5 separate regions of the Mus musculus genome follow, and regions 2, 3, 4 and 5 are each linked to region 1. A link is a contact called in public HiChIP or PLAC-seq and promoter capture Hi-C data. All regions are on one chromosome and are shown on one strand. The core of a region is the stretch at or near the end of the contact, and the rest is flanking DNA. Distances in the headings are between cores, read along the strand shown. Region 1 holds the start of Ggh (gamma-glutamyl hydrolase). Region 2 holds the start of Faxc (failed axon connections homolog). Region 3 holds the start of Pnisr (PNN interacting serine/arginine-rich). Region 4 holds the start of Usp45 (ubiquitin specific petidase 45). Region 5 holds the start of Prdm13 (PR domain containing 13).

Evidence for each region. Promoter capture Hi-C pulls out the DNA fragments that hold promoters and counts their contacts. HiChIP or PLAC-seq counts read pairs in DNA pulled down with a chosen protein or histone mark. Capture Hi-C pulls out chosen DNA fragments and counts their contacts.
Region 2: an HNF4G HiChIP or PLAC-seq map of pancreatic cancer cells shows a contact between it and region 1. The contact joins the promoter of Faxc here to the promoter of Ggh in region 1. A contact is called at or near these places in 2 of 39 promoter capture datasets (cranial neural crest and hippocampal neurons) and 2 of 115 datasets of contacts at active chromatin or transcription factors (pancreatic cancer cells and stem cell-derived neural progenitor cells).
Region 3: a promoter capture Hi-C map of pre-B cells shows a contact between it and region 1. The contact joins the promoter of Pnisr here to the promoter of Ggh in region 1. A contact is called at or near these places in 5 of 39 promoter capture datasets (the 3T3-L1 cell line, cranial neural crest, hippocampal neurons and 2 more), 2 of 484 Hi-C or Micro-C datasets (B cells and CD4 T cells), 5 of 115 datasets of contacts at active chromatin or transcription factors (astrocytes, double positive thymocytes, large pre-B cells and 2 more) and 2 of 9 other capture datasets (adipose tissue and liver).
Region 4: a contact with region 1 is called in a promoter capture Hi-C map of liver, with 5 times the contacts expected there. The contact joins the promoter of Usp45 here to the promoter of Ggh in region 1. A contact is called at or near these places in 6 of 39 promoter capture datasets (the 3T3-L1 cell line, cranial neural crest, hippocampal neurons and 2 more), 2 of 115 datasets of contacts at active chromatin or transcription factors (astrocytes and stem cell-derived neural progenitor cells) and 2 of 9 other capture datasets (adipose tissue and liver).
Region 5: a contact with region 1 is called in a promoter capture Hi-C map of embryonic stem cells, with 3 times the contacts expected there. The contact joins the promoter of Prdm13 here to the promoter of Ggh in region 1. A contact is called at or near these places in 7 of 39 promoter capture datasets (3T3-L1-derived adipocytes, cranial neural crest, embryonic stem cells and 4 more), 2 of 115 datasets of contacts at active chromatin or transcription factors (embryonic forebrain and stem cell-derived neural progenitor cells) and 1 of 9 other capture datasets (embryonic stem cells).

Annotation. Positions count from the first base shown.
Region 1 is chr4:20,040,573-20,043,424 of GRCm38.p6, forward strand. Ggh (gamma-glutamyl hydrolase) reads left to right here and starts at 1,480. Exons shown (of 9, transcript NM_010281.2): 1 at 1,480-1,710. The coding sequence starts at 1,602. It overlaps 4930598A11Rik (a long non-coding RNA gene), which reads right to left and starts at 1,332. Exons shown (of 2, transcript XR_881147.2): 1 at 656-1,332.
Region 2 is chr4:21,929,891-21,932,742 of GRCm38.p6, forward strand. Faxc (failed axon connections homolog) reads left to right here and starts at 1,436. Exons shown (of 6, transcript NM_175234.4): 1 at 1,436-1,939. The coding sequence starts at 1,674.
Region 3 is chr4:21,846,611-21,849,462 of GRCm38.p6, forward strand. Pnisr (PNN interacting serine/arginine-rich) reads left to right here and starts at 1,438. Exons shown (of 11, transcript NM_001369189.1): 1 at 1,438-1,529. It overlaps 4930528A17Rik (RIKEN cDNA 4930528A17 gene), which reads right to left and starts at 1,838. Exons shown (of 1, transcript NR_028384.1): 1 at 1-1,838.
Region 4 is chr4:21,774,790-21,777,641 of GRCm38.p6, forward strand. Usp45 (ubiquitin specific petidase 45) reads left to right here and starts at 1,481. Exons shown (of 18, transcript NM_152825.2): 1 at 1,481-1,528.
Region 5 is chr4:21,684,576-21,687,427 of GRCm38.p6, forward strand. It overlaps Prdm13 (PR domain containing 13), which reads right to left and starts at 1,388. Exons shown (of 4, transcript NM_001080771.1): 1 at 936-1,388. The coding sequence starts at 1,223.

The sequences.
Region 1 (2,852 bases), core at 230-2,729:
AAGTAGTAGATTACAGAATACGTGACTTTCCACCTCTAGCAGAAATTACCTAATAGCTTCCTAAAACAGTTAAAAATAATTGATAAGCTATCAGAACTATTAAAATTTAACATGGCCAAACCCATTCGTTTTTCATTAATACTTGATTTTTTAAATGTTTTATGATGTTCATAAAACTTGATATCTTATGAAAACATCTGACCATCAAAGTTATGAATGGATACACATATAATTTATATTTTCATACCAAAGTCTAGTATTTCCCCTTTCCCCTTTGTATCTTTTCTCTATCTGGATTTTATTTTTGTGAATAATAGCAGATAATTTTCCTCCTTTGTGGATAGATGCTGCTCCAGAGGCATGGATGCATATTTGCAATAGATCCTTATCAACTCAGGCTCAATCCTGCTTTGCATTTTCTCAATATCTTTCGACACTCCAGTCTACAATAGTCTTGCTAAACTAAACAATGTATTGCATTTCTTGATGAATGCCAGAACCTTGTCACTAGTTTTCCACAAGTCACATTGTATGTTTTTCCCCCTAAATTGTATACCTCTTACACAAATAACACCATTCAAAATACCGTTTCATCTTCAACAGATTTTCTATTTTAACCTGGAGTTTAGTTGAACCTTGATAGGAAGAAACTTACCTTGTGCTGCTGGCTATGAGTGCATGCATTTGAACATTCAAAATATATTAGTCAACCTGAGTTTTTAACTGCTTAGCTTTGCTCTTATCATTTTATAAGATACTAGTGGTTTTCTGGGGTTGCTGGTAACAGCGAAGTTAATCAAGCACTTTGTATCGAGTGTGGCCTGGTATTGTTTTTTGGGGGGCTAGGTGGCAAGAATCAGCCCCTTCCCTTGACAGGGTTCTAAAGGAAAGGGAGACACAAGTACTCTAAGTACTCTGTGCTTTTTACTTCCTCCAGACATCCTTGTGCCCAAATAAATATGTTATCAGTGGTTTTTCGGAAGTGAACCCCTGTCCTAACATCGAATGCTGTCAGGATATCAAAGCCAGAAAACCTATGCGTTTATGCAGCATAGTTCTCTGGTAACTTCTAGAACCTTGCGGGCCTTGCTGCTTGGTTACCGCACAGAGCCAGGTGGGACCCGAGCTCGCCATCAGGTCCCGGGGTGGTCGTATCCACTTGGTGTAGGTGACCTCGCCAGGCCACATAAGAGTTCACAGGGAGCATTCAGAGGTCTCCACAGCTGCCTTCGCGCGCGTGCCACTCGCTGGGCCGCGGGATGCGAGTTGCAGGTCGCGCGTTGGGCGATGGACAAGCTTGGAGCACGCTCCCAGAGCCTTCTGTCCCCGGCCCGCCCCCGGCCCGCCTCGGCCCGCCCCCGGCCCGCCTCGGCCCGCCCCCCGGCCCGCCCCCCGGCCCCGCCCCCGCCCGGCCCGCCCAGCTCCGCACCGCAAGCACCCGGACTGCACTTCCCAGAGGCCTGAGCGGCGCGGCCTTGCGCGCCCTCGAGCTTGGCACCGCCCAGGCCGCGAGACCGCGCCCCAACCTGGCCGCCGGGCGCGCGCCTGGCTGAAGAACCTTTTTAAGTGGGGGCGGAGGCCGGATTGCGATTGCGATCGCGATGGCGAACCTGGGCTACCTGCTGTGCTTGTTGGGTTTGCTACTATGCGGGCTTTCAAGTCCCGGGATGTCCAGACCCTACAACCATGGCTCCGAGAGGCCCATCATCGGTAAGGAGGCTTGGGGCAGGTGTTGCGGACCGGTAGTCTGCGAGGCGCTCTGTTTCTCAGCGGTGCAGACCCCGCGGCGCGCTTCTCATCAATGGGACCTTATGCTGATGTCCTTCTAGAGACCTCTGCATCTGGAGGATCGGGATCCCAATGAAGGCTCAGCTCTTCGCTACTACTTGGCACCCAAAGCAGCTAGAGGCGGTCCCGTAACTTTTAGGAACCACAGTTGAGGCAAACCCAGGATTTGAGGTTTCCGTGCGGGAAAAGAATTTTAAGGACAGTCAGTGTGAACCAAGCTAGGATGTATCAGAAGTAGGAAGAGAAGAGCTCAAGTTAAGAAGGAAGCAGAGGAGAAATCGTGCTGTGGGTTTCTCAGAGAAGACTCCACCTCGGCTGACCTAGTGCTCAATTTCGTAGTTCAAGAAGTTTCCAGAGGATCTCACTCTTTATTCCTGTTCTCGTAGTCCATAATGATAATTAAGATTATAGGACGGCTGCAGAGGTGCCTTGAATAAGATAAGAGCAAGGAGCTACTAGTGTTGCACAAGGGGTTAGTATGTGTCTTTTACTGTACATGAAGTTTCCAGTGAAATATCAGAGGAAATAACAGAGAAGGGAGAAAGACCTTAAAAATGTTAGTTTACTCTTGAGTGTTAACTGGTGAGAGGATTTAGTCAGATTTCAGGGTGATGGGTGCTTTTCCTGACCTGTGTTTCCACCATTTTCCCTGCCTTTCCAATCCCAGAAATTCTGCACACAGGTAAAACTTACGTTTCTTTGCTCCAGGACATACATGAAGATACAACACACACACACACACACACACACACACACACACATACACACACACATGAAATAGGTAAGAAACTAAAGTGTGTCCTGGACTTGGACTTTGCCATTTTTAGCATCAAGTATCAACATCGACTTTGAGGATTTGAATATTCATTTTATCTCAGCCAAATCGTGACATTGTTTCTGTCTGGCATATTTATGTTTCAATCAGGGTAAAACTGGTTTGCATTCATGTCAGACATTTGATAGCATCCAAGGAGAAATCAGCCTGTAGTTAAAGTTGACAAAAGAAATTTATAGGTAGACAAATGTAGGAATTTGACATTTATCTTATTTTTTTCTTCCTTGAA
Region 2 (2,852 bases), core at 186-2,685, 1.9 Mb after region 1:
GGCAGTGGTCGCACATGCCTTTAATCCCAGCACTTGGGAGGCAGAGGCAGGCGGATTTCTGAGTTCGAGGCCAGTCTGGTCTACAGAGTGAGTTCCAGGACAACCAGGGCTACACAGAGAAACCCTGCCTTGAAAAAACGAAAGAAAAGAAGCGGTTCTTTAAAGAGTCAGTCTTCCAGTCCCCCAACAACTGGTGCAGGGCCTGTTGCCTGCCTGTGGATCCCGCACCCCTAAATGGACCACCTCATCTTGTCTCAGTGGGAGAGGATGCCCCTAGTCCCACCTAGTGCTGCAGTGCCTTGCAGGATGTGTGTATTGTGTTAGTGTGTGGGGGATGACACCCTGTAGCTCCTTGGTATCTGGCCCAGGCTGGCCTTCTGTTGGCCTCCTCTGTCACTGCATTGGGCTGATTGCTGTCTCCTTCTCATGGAAGTTCATGTCAGACTACACATCCTGAGAGGTCTTTAACTCCCTTTGGGATGACCCTAAAATTCGTGACAACTTGGGTAGGGCCTCCTTCTCTAGCTATGGTGGTAAACAATCTTTTGTTTTATTTCTAGCATGACTGTACAACCTGTTTATTCTAAGGGGGTGAAATCCAGGAAATGGGAGCCCCTTTCATCAGCACCCCAGTCTCTACTGTATTGGGGGACAGATGTATTCTTATAGTCATACTTGAATTTTAAATTGTGACAAATCATATGTCTTCAATATTTTTATTTCCTCTAAACTGAAACTGCCCATGCTCTGGCTAGAACACATGGTCTACATTTAAGGATTTAAAGGATCTAGAACATTCCATGTTGGTAGAGAGCGTGCCTGCCATGTATAAGGCCCTAAATCCAATCTCTAATCGATCTCTTCAGGGTTACCCAGAGTGGGAAAACCATTTAATACACAGTTGCTTATTTTACAAATTTTCAGCACCCAAAGGGACCATCCTGTATCAGCGATATCCTTGGTAACGATTTCCAAGGTGGGAAGATTTCTCACCTAGAGTACTTTCTGCTGTTATTTGTCAAGGCGGACCTCAATCACTTCATCAGCACCTTGCCTGGGACCTAGGTGACTGTGCTTACCTGAGCTCTTTAAAGCAATGAGAGCAGACAGACGCTCCCGACCTTAATCTGCCCTGGCCCAAGGTTTCCGGTCTGTGGCTCAGGGCAGGTGAGTTCCCTGCGCTCCGCAAGGCGCCTGCGGGCGGGAGCGGGTGGAACCGAGGGCGGCGGCTCTGGGCTCGGCTCAGCCGCAGCCATCGCAGCCTCCCGCGCCGCCCGCCTCCCCGAGCCCGGGCGTCCAGCCCCGCAGCTGCGGCCGAGCAGAGGCAGCGCACCGCGGGGATGCGGGGCGGGGGCAGGGCGCGGGGTAGGTGACATTATCCCGCCTCTGTTGCCGGGCCCAGGGGAGCAATGACATCACGTGGCCCTTTCCACGCGCTGACACAAAGAGCGCCTGCGAGAGGCCTCGGCCAGGGAGGCCGGCGGCCGCCGCTGCCTCGCCGGGCCCGGGGGCCCAGCCATCCCAGATCTCCGCTCGCCGTCCGCGTCCTTCCGCCGTCGCCTCCGCCCGCGCCCCCTGCGCACCGCTGAACCCGCCCGCTCGCCCGGGCGCCGGCCTCTTCCCATGCGGGCGGCGCGGGCCCTGGGAGGGGCGCCCGGAGCCAGCCGCGCAGCATGCACTGGGGGGTTGGCTTTGCCTCGTCCAGGCCGTGCGTGGTGGACCTGAGCTGGAACCAGAGCATCTCCTTCTTCGGCTGGTGGGCCGGGTCCGAGGAGCCCTTCTCCTTTTATGGGGACATCATCGCTTTCCCTTTGCAGGATTACGGTGGGATCATGGCAGGGCTGGGCTCGGATCCCTGGTGGAAGAAAACCCTTTATTTGACCGGGGGAGCTTTGCTGGCCGCGGCTGCGTATCTGCTCCACGAACTCCTGGTCATTAGGTGAGCCGGAGAGAGGGCCCCCGAAGCGGGCACTGACCAGGGCAGCTAGCCCGGGTAGGGCTGGCTCAAAGGGGGTTCCGGAACCAGCCCCTAGGTCCCGCCGCCCAAAGGTCCAAGCGTCCTCTCTCATCCTCTAACCCCCTAAGGCGTTTCACGGTCACCTGGCCACTTGTAAGGAGCCATTTAGAGTTGATGGGAGGGTTAAATTGGGAAGGGAAAGAAAGCGTTTTCCTTCCATCATTTCGATGCTAAAAGCAAAGTGCTGTGAGTCACCAGTGTTATGGATATAAACAATCTGCTAAAGCCCATAGGAAGAGTCTAACTGCAATCAGTGCATTCGTAACAATAGAATAAAGCTCTGTAGAAATACTAAGGTACACTTTTATAAACGCCTAATTGGTTTATGGGTAATGATGCTGGAACATTAACTATTAACCTCATCTTTACCTAAAAGGTTAGTTCTCTCTTACTCTTCTTTATAAATGTCAACATTATTAGGAGGCTGCAGTTGCAGAAGCTTGGTGTAACCCTGTTCAGTTTTGATGCAGCCTTAACCTGCTTACCTGCTTATCTGGTGTGGAACTGTAAGCACCTTCAAGCTTAAATACAATCATTCTGCGAGCGGTAGGAGATCTGAGGGCAGCGCTAGCACATGGAGCACTTGGCATAACAGGGAGTCTCCCTGGGCTGTAAACAGTTTCATGGCTGCCTGCCGCAGAATGTGTACAGGGCTGACTTGAAAATTACAATAAATGGATGCCCCTGCTGTTGGGACTGCTAGTCCCATAGATAGATCTTTAGTGGTAGATGCCACTGGGTACTGAGACAGCCTTTGGCTAATGGGCATGTCAATTTTGGGTTAAAATTTCCATGCATTTGGGACCCCAGTCTCTGGAGATTATTGGAGGCAGAG
Region 3 (2,852 bases), core at 188-2,687, 1.8 Mb after region 1:
CACATTAAAGGGAATAAGAGAGTTTATTGTGGAGCCACATTTGAATGTCCATGGCACAAGGAACACAGTTATGCCAAATTTCTTTTATAACACGGAAGTGGTTTCATGACATTTTATAGTTTTTAAAGAACAGACAGTCATAAACCAAGGCAGGCTTAAGATACATTGGTGTGTACATCACAGAAGCTACAGCAAGATGGGGACACTTTTTACATCGCTGCAGATGCTATCTGATAACATTCTTAGCTCTTGGGTTGGTGGAAACTGGGAGTCAGCTAAGTTAAAAAGTTCCAAAGGCTGGGGCAGTGGTTAATAGCGCTGGTACCAGAGTTCAATTCCTAGTACCCACATGGCAGCTTACAACTATCTGTAGTCCAGCAACAAGTGATTTGACACCCTCACACAGACATGCACGCAGGCAAAACACCAATACACATAAAATAAAAATAAATAAATCATTTTTTTAAAAGTTCTAAAAGGTTTTTAATCTATTAGTCACAGGATTTAGCTCTAATATGGGGAGGTTGGCAAAGACTGGCAATTCGTGGGTAAAGCTAGGGCCAGATTGGGTAATTAGCCTCTGGACTTGTAAAATTCCAACCTCTCCACATCACTGAAGCTCCAATCAATCTTTGCAGACACAGACTTTTTCCTGGAATTCTCCTTCATAACTCTTTTTAGTTACACTGACATTTCAAGAAAGTCATTTTCCAATATTTAGGTTAAGAATGCTGTGTTTCTTAGAATTTTTGTTTCCTTTTGTAATTAAACTCCTAGTCTGGAAAGTTGACATTTTAGATATATGAACATTGTTCACGCTAAACACCTTTTACCTCCTTTCGGGAGGCCATCTTGGAGTTTAGGTAAGGAAGGACCAGTGGAAACTCTGCTTCTCAGTTACTTTTCCTTAAAGAGTAGCTGAGCGAAGTTGAACTGAGTAAATGTTCCCACCAGGGGGCGCGATGCTAGGAGGTGAACAAGGAGACCTAGCAAACACCCTGCTTCCAGAACTCAGGCTCTGCGACTCAGGCCTGGCACAGTGAGTTCCAAGTTGGCAGGGTTTGACTTGCGGTCCTCTCCGTAGTCTGAAAGAGGCAAAGCGATTCAGCATCCTTCCCAAAGCGGAACTGATTCTTAGAACGCATTTGCTCTTCGAGGGTCTCCTGCCTAAAGTTTACTAAATTCCGTCCATTGTACCGGAACGTTAGGCTCGGCTTTGTGCTGGCTGTACAAATGAAAATGTGTCGGGTATGACACGGGCTTCACACACAAGAGGGTCCAACTCGAGGTGGGTTGGGTTTGCCCTCAACAAAAATGGCGCGGACTCGTCCCGTCGGTAAGATCACATGGTCGTAAGCCTGGCTGAGAATCAGTGTGACTTCAGCCGAAAAGCGGATGTTATTATCATTCACTTCCGGGTGAGAACCACCGGGCGCCATCTTGTCTTGTTCATGAAGAAGTAGAAGCATCGAAAGGTTGGAGAGAATTACAGGAACGGTGGCGACAGCGGTATTCCGGAACCGGAGCGGGTAAGCGACGAGCAGTTTACCCCGGGGGACCTGCCGGAGGACTAAAGTCCTCTGGGTCAGTGTGGCGAACGGAGCGGGACTCAGGCTGCGTACGCTGCTTGGCGCCACCGCCAGAACCTCATTCCGGAGAAGCTCCGGCGTCCGCCCGAGAGAGTGAGCGAGAGAGCCGCTGTCGCCCGAAGGGAACCGCCTTTGGCTAAGGAGAGGGCTCACGACCCATTCTTCGAACTAAGAGTTTCCTTTGAGAAGGCAAGGGACTAATTGTTGGGCGCCTGAGCGGCCGTTAAGCAGTGCGCGTGCGCAGTGGGAACCCTTGAGGGGCAGGGAGTGTGGAGGGGCGGAGGCGGCGGGGGCCGGGATCTGGAACTTCGACTCTGCGACTCGCACTACGCAGGCGCAACCGCTTTCTGCTGCGTCCTAGACAAGTATCATTTAGTTGCTTAGTTTTGGTGTTTTTACCCAGTGATGGGTATTATGTGTTAAGCATCACTGAGGAAACAAGTAGTATCCTATATTTCAGTTGTTTCGTAGTTTTGTGGATAATAGTGTCATCTTAACAAAACTGGGCACTGAGCAAATTTTGACTGTGCTTGATTAAATTAGCAGTCTTTAATACTTCATTTACCTTTTCTCTTCCTAACCCTAGATAAAACAAAAACAATCTTGGATTTTTTTTTTTTTTTGAGTACATCCAGCTAAAACCAAACCAGAACAGTAAAGACTTTATTTGTGGGGTGGTTTTCTAAAGCATCAGGGGAGACGTAATGAGTTCTCGGATATTCTTAAGACACACAATTTAAAACATAAGTAAGCTTTATATTTAAGGACTTTTTTGAGCCTCATTATATGATCCTGGCTGGCCTGGAACTCCTGCCTTCGCTCATGAATGCTGGAATTAAATGTATTCACTACCACATCAAGCCCTAGAACTTAATTTAATTATAGAAAAATTAAACAGCTAGTGTATAACCACGTGTTTTATTTTCTCAGTAACATATACTTCCATGACACGTTTTTTTGTTTTTTTTTACTATTAATGGAACAATGTTGTTACATTATTAATTGAGGGCATGCTCCTATTTCCTTAGTTAAAGAAAAAAATCATTTTTAAAAAAAGATAGTATTTTTCTGTGGAGATCCCCTGGAACTGAAGTTACAGATGGTTGTGAGTTGCCATGAGGTGCTGGCAACTGGAGGCAGGTCCTCTGCAAGAGCAGCCGGTGCTGTAGCTGCTGAGCCTTCTGGCCACCGTCTCTGTTCAATGAAAAATTACTACTTTATGTCTATGTGTCAGTCCTAGCTTTTGTTGTCCGGATTCTTCCA
Region 4 (2,852 bases), core at 231-2,730, 1.7 Mb after region 1:
AAGGAGCTGAAGGGGTCTGCAACCCTATAGGTGGAACAACAATATCAACTAAACAGTACCCCCAGAGCTCATGTCTCTAGCTGCATATGTAGCAGAAGATGACCTAGTCGGCCATCACTGGGAATAGAGGCCCCTTGGTATTGCAAACTTTATATGCCCCAGTACAATGGTATGCCAGGGCCAAGAAGTGGGAGTGGGTGGGTAGAGGAGCAGGGCGGGGTGGGGGGTATAGGGAACTTTCCGGATAGCATTTGAAATTTGAAATATATATAAAGAAAAGATCTAATAAAAAAAAAAAGAAAGAAAAACCAGAAAAAAACAAAAAACAAAAACCTGACACAATTTAGGATGCAAATTTTTGCATCTTTTACATAGTCTATTTCAAATTCAATACTAACATATGAAACTTGATATTTATACAGACAAATTTGAAATTTGTATATAGACTTTGGAATTATATCATAACCCAAACTGTTCTTACAGATGCAGCATTTCTTTTTTTCCCTGGAAGAAAATGACCTTCTAAAAGACAATTATGTACCCCATACCTAGTATCTTGACCAGCATGCTTGTATTCCACTGCATTTGTCTAATGAATGGTTCCTATAAACAACATAAAGGAAGAGTTCTCTCCTTTGCCAAGTTTCCCCATGGAAATGAATTAGATTTTTAAGTTAAAAAAAAAAAAAAAAGTGGAAACAACAAACCACAACAACAAACCCAGTCAGCTTTTGGTTCTTAACTGAACTCTTTTAAACTCCAACCCCAGCACACGATCCATTAGGTCACAACTTGTCCCTTGTGAAAGACTGTGGCTCATCAACTAGTGCTTGCAAGAAATTATTTTTTGTTTTTTAAATTTTTTTATTTTTTGTAACAGGAAGAGGGTATCGGATCCCATTACAGATGGTTCTGAGACACCATGTGGTTGCTGGGAATTGAACTGAGGATCTCAGGATGAGTAGTCAGTGTTCTTAACCACTGAGTCATCTCTCCAGCCCCACAACAAAATTTCAAACCAACTGTTTTTACTCAAAAGCAAGGTGTACATTGTTGTAACAGATGATCGGATTGAGCAGAATTACAGGTGTGATGTACAATCTAGTTCAGAAGTGAGAACCACGTGAAATAAAACGTTAAAATCATATAGAGTGAATCTCAGATGCGACTTTAGGTTCCGAGTTGGGTGATGGAACAAGGGAAGCTGTCTTAAAAGGCACCCAGCAAGTGGGACGCAGCTCACTAAAGCCAGCGCCTGCATCCAGGCCCCGTGGCTGGCACTGTAATCAGTTGGCTGCAGGGCGCCATCCCCTCATCCCATCTACACTCCTCCACCATGCTCCAACCTCCAAGCCGCCAAAGGAAAACCCAGATCTGGGTCTGGACTCAAAGTCCCGCCTTCGGCCCACCCAGAACACCAGACCCCGCCCTCGCCCCCGCCCAGGACGCCAAGCCCCGCCTTCTCCGGGTTCCCCTCTGCACAGGCGCAGAAGCTCCTGCGTGTGGAAGCTGCGGCCCGGCGGGCGGGGTGAGTTGGGGCCCAGGCTTTGGGGTCACTGTAACCACTGTGTCTTCGCTTGGGCGACGAGACCTTCCTGTACGTCAACCAGCCTAGAAAGAGAGGTTTCCTAGCCTACCCTCGCGTCCAGATTCACAAAGGCACCAGGCGGCCTCCCGGGCCGAGTGCTGGCGGCAGGGGGGAAGAGCCGGGGTCGGGGAGGGAGCCAGGCCGAGTCTCGTCTTTTTGGTGACCCGGGCATGCAGCGTCCGCTTGTCCCCTCGGGGTCTCCCCTCGCAGCACATCCCGCTCTGCTAACTTGGGGTGCATTCATGGCCTGACGAAGAGCCTAGACACAGCTTTTTGGCGACGCCAAATATTAGGTTAGGGGTCGATCCTATACCTGAGCCCACGTCCGGCTCCCGGACTTCTGCAAGTCACTTTACCTCTATCCAGTTCCAAGTGTAAATTAAGGATGATGATAGTGACGTATCTCAAAGTGCTTGTAAGAGGTTCATAGAATTGAGTGTTTTGAGCCCGGGTATCTAAAAGGAAGATGTTTGCATTTCCTCTTCTCACGCTGGAGAATAGCAGCCCAAAACTTAAAAAAAAATCAAAACAAAAACCAATTTGACAAGGGAAGCTTGTAGCCAGTTGAAAAGTGTGATATTAATTGCGTTAGCCGTACATCCTTTGTTAGAGGTAACGCAAGTGCTAGATAATATTTAAATTAAAAGCTGAAGTTGACGTCTCAGCAGGTCGCCAAACCTGATGGTTCAATCTCCTGGACCCACGAGGTGAAAGAGAGAAGCTACTCTGACCTCACTAATGCAAATCGAAACACTAAACACGTGCACAGCCATACATATAAAATACATCAATAGATTTATGTTTTAAAAGAAAGCTGTAACGTTTGATGTTTGCAAAACCTCAAAAAAAAAAAAAAAAAAGAAAGAAAGAAAAAGCCAGAACATGTTTGTGGTGAAGTCAGGCCTGAAACTTCTGTCCTTTGATGGCTCTGCCTGCAACATTGGCCCTTGTTTGGCATCTTAAAACTTGGAGTTTGGGCATGTTCTGATGTAGTAGTAATTGTTCTATACTCAGCATTATGTTTCATGCCAAAATGACCAGTTACCATACAGTTTCTGTGCTCCAAGTCTCTAATGGGTTCCCCTGAACCCAGATTCATGTTGCTGCTTAGTCCTTGTCTTACCCACCTGAAGAGAGAGACTTTATGGAAGTTATGGGCAAAGTACCCTTTTCCAGTCTAGTCGGGTTGAGTGTTCATAGAATGTACCATGAAATATACAACCATGTGCTGAATCCTGTGAGTCAGTCCTCTTGACTCCTCAGT
Region 5 (2,852 bases), core at 138-2,637, 1.6 Mb after region 1:
AACCCGGTGTTGCCTGGGATGAGAGACACCGGGCTTTCTAGCACCGGAGAAAGATGCTGGCCCTGCTCCTCCTATGAAAGATACTTCTTATAAGAAAGCTCTAGGAGGTTACTAAAACCAAGGTCTTTCTCTTTTAAACAAGCGTTCCATTTCATTCCCTGGTTGCTGTCTGCCAGTCCTTGGCTACTAAAGCGCCCCCCACCCCACCCGCTGCGATCAAGAGTCTTTACTTTCCCTCTCTGGTCAGGGATCCTGGGGGTGTGTTGAGGTTAGGGGGGTCAGAGTGGGAGAGTTGTACCTGGGGCCTCAGACTCTAAGAGCCAGCCACAAGGTTTAACTAGGTGTTCTTTCGAGGGTGGGCTCCCCTACCTCTCAACAGACATCAAAATTAATCACCTTGCTCATCCCCTCTCCATCTCCTACACAAACCTACAAGCAAAAGGGGTTTGAGTGGGGATATATTCCCAGATCTAAGAGCCTCCCAAGGACTATCTCTTCGGTGAAATGGAATTAAATTGTTTAAAACAAAAATGTAAGCTTCATATTAGTAAAGAGAAGAGGAGAAAAGTCCTCTCCGTCCTATGACTACAACGAAAATGGTACCTTTGCAAGGAAGGCAAAGACTGAGGTGGGAGCTAGGAGTCTCCATCACCTTGCTGAGGACATCCTGGAGCGCTGAGAAATCACCGGTTCCCAGAGGCCCCCCATACCTACAGACCCTGGCGCACTAAGGTCTGTTCCAGCTTAGCTCTGCCCTCCCGTTAGCCGGCCCCACGTCCAGCTCAGTTATCAGACTTGCTAAGGATAATCAGATAATTCTGTCCTGCAGATTTATCAGGTATCCCTTTTCTCTGCTGCTCGTCTCTACCCCTTTTTCTGGATCAGGGAAATAGGAGGTGAGAGGCAAGGGACGGAGATCCAGAATGGCCCAGTACCTTTTTCTTGGGCCCTGGTTCCCTGCGATCTGACAGGTACTTGCCCAGCTTGAAGGTGCCAGGCACCGGCCCAAGGCGCAAGCCAGCCGGGATGCAGCAGTCAGCGTTCACGCTGGTGGCCGAAGTGCGAGAAGTTCCGTGCATTGTTGCCACCGCCGCCAGGCAGACGCTGGGGCTCGCGGGGTCCTCCACGGGGCGCAAGTGACAGAACCAGGAGCAGCCGCATGCAGAGGAGGGACCCGCACCCCGACGTGCGTCTTCTGTCCGCGGAGTGACGTGGGCGGGCATGCACTGCGCCTTTTCAATCCGGGCGGGCGCCTTTTGGCACTGCGAGCGCAAGGGCGCGGAGTTTGGTGAGAGAGTTGCGCTGTGAAGCAGCTGCAGAGTCCCACCCGAGAGGGTCACATGGAGTGGTTCCCTCAGCCCCCTGCATAATCGAGGCCTCTGAATGGCTAGCACACAATGGTCCAGGCGACCTTCCCATTCCTAAAAATCCAATTTGTCAAGGGCGAAGAAAAGGCGCTGGTGAATCAAAGGTCCGGCGGGACCATTAATCCTCAGCATGGGGTATTGTCCCTGAGACAGTTACGATATTTTAAGTGACAAATCCACTGTATAATTTCTCCATAAATTTTACTTCCTTTTATTGTTCACCGACAAACCAGTTTTGGGAAATAAGTGACTACTTTAAGTCTACTTGGCTGATTCCTTTGAGCCTTGGTCTACTTCAAAGATTCTTAATTCTCTCCCCTTGGCTTTATTGTAAAGGAGATTAAACAAAGGGACGGGGACTGTTTGGAGGACTTGTTAACTTCTATTGATTTCTGGCGTGTGCCATACAGAAATTAGGCAGGTACTTGATGGGAAAACACCAGAAAATACCTACACTTTTTAAATAACGACCATAGTACCATTTCAGGGATTGGGTTCAGGCCAGTCCACAGTTTAGAACCGCTTTAGTTCTTTCCTAGACCTCGATCTACCCCCAAATATGAAACCACCAGAAGTATTTGAGAGGGCGAAAGCCAACTGAGTATTACGTCTCCATCTCCCTGTAGCACTCAGGGTCCACACTTTCTCTGAGAGTAGGAAGCGGCCACAAAGCCAACAGCTTCGTAGGAGATCTGCTCTGCGGATGGAGCTGCAGCGTTGAAGACCTGGGAAGTTCTCCTTCGGGATTATTAATCACGTCTTCCCACCGGCAATCAATTCAAACCTTGTTTTGCTTTAAGTTGAAATGGGGGGGGGGGTGGTTAGAAAGTCCTGACACTAATTTCTCCATAACCAAAAGGATATTGTTTTAAACCTTATTTTTAAAGCAAACCACCACCACCAAAGTCATCTCTCCGTCTCCCAACGGGGAAAGGAGTGCCCTAGAGGGTATTTGGGTCAATCCTGGGCACCTTTCCCCAAACCCCACGCTGCCATTACTGGAGCCACCAAGAAACTCCTGCAGAGGCCCCAATGCTGTGGTGTCCTCACCCCCATCTTGTTCCCACCCCCCACTTCATCCAGTGCTCACAGAAAGTAGAACAGAGGACCCTGAGCAAAGCGCTCACTGCTTCCTCCCTGTGGCCTTGACCAAGAAGTTGCAGTTATCCCGCCAGAACCTGGAGAGGCTCTGGCTACCGGATGTCAGGGGAGCAAAGTAACAACTCTGTTGCAAGTTTGAAGAGGGCCCTTAAAGTCGCTTATTAAGCTGCCCTCTGTTGGAAACTTGTGCTCACAAGACTCGAGATACCTTTTCTGAATTCCTTGGAGCCTGGTTCTCCAGACCTGAAAAGTGGGAATGGTGGATACAAAGGGTTCCTTGCCTCCCTTTCTGCTGTTCACCCCAGTTTGTTGGATAAGTGCAAAGTGCATACCAGTGGCATTATGAAAGTCACAGAATTCGTTGTTTACATCAATGGGAAAGCC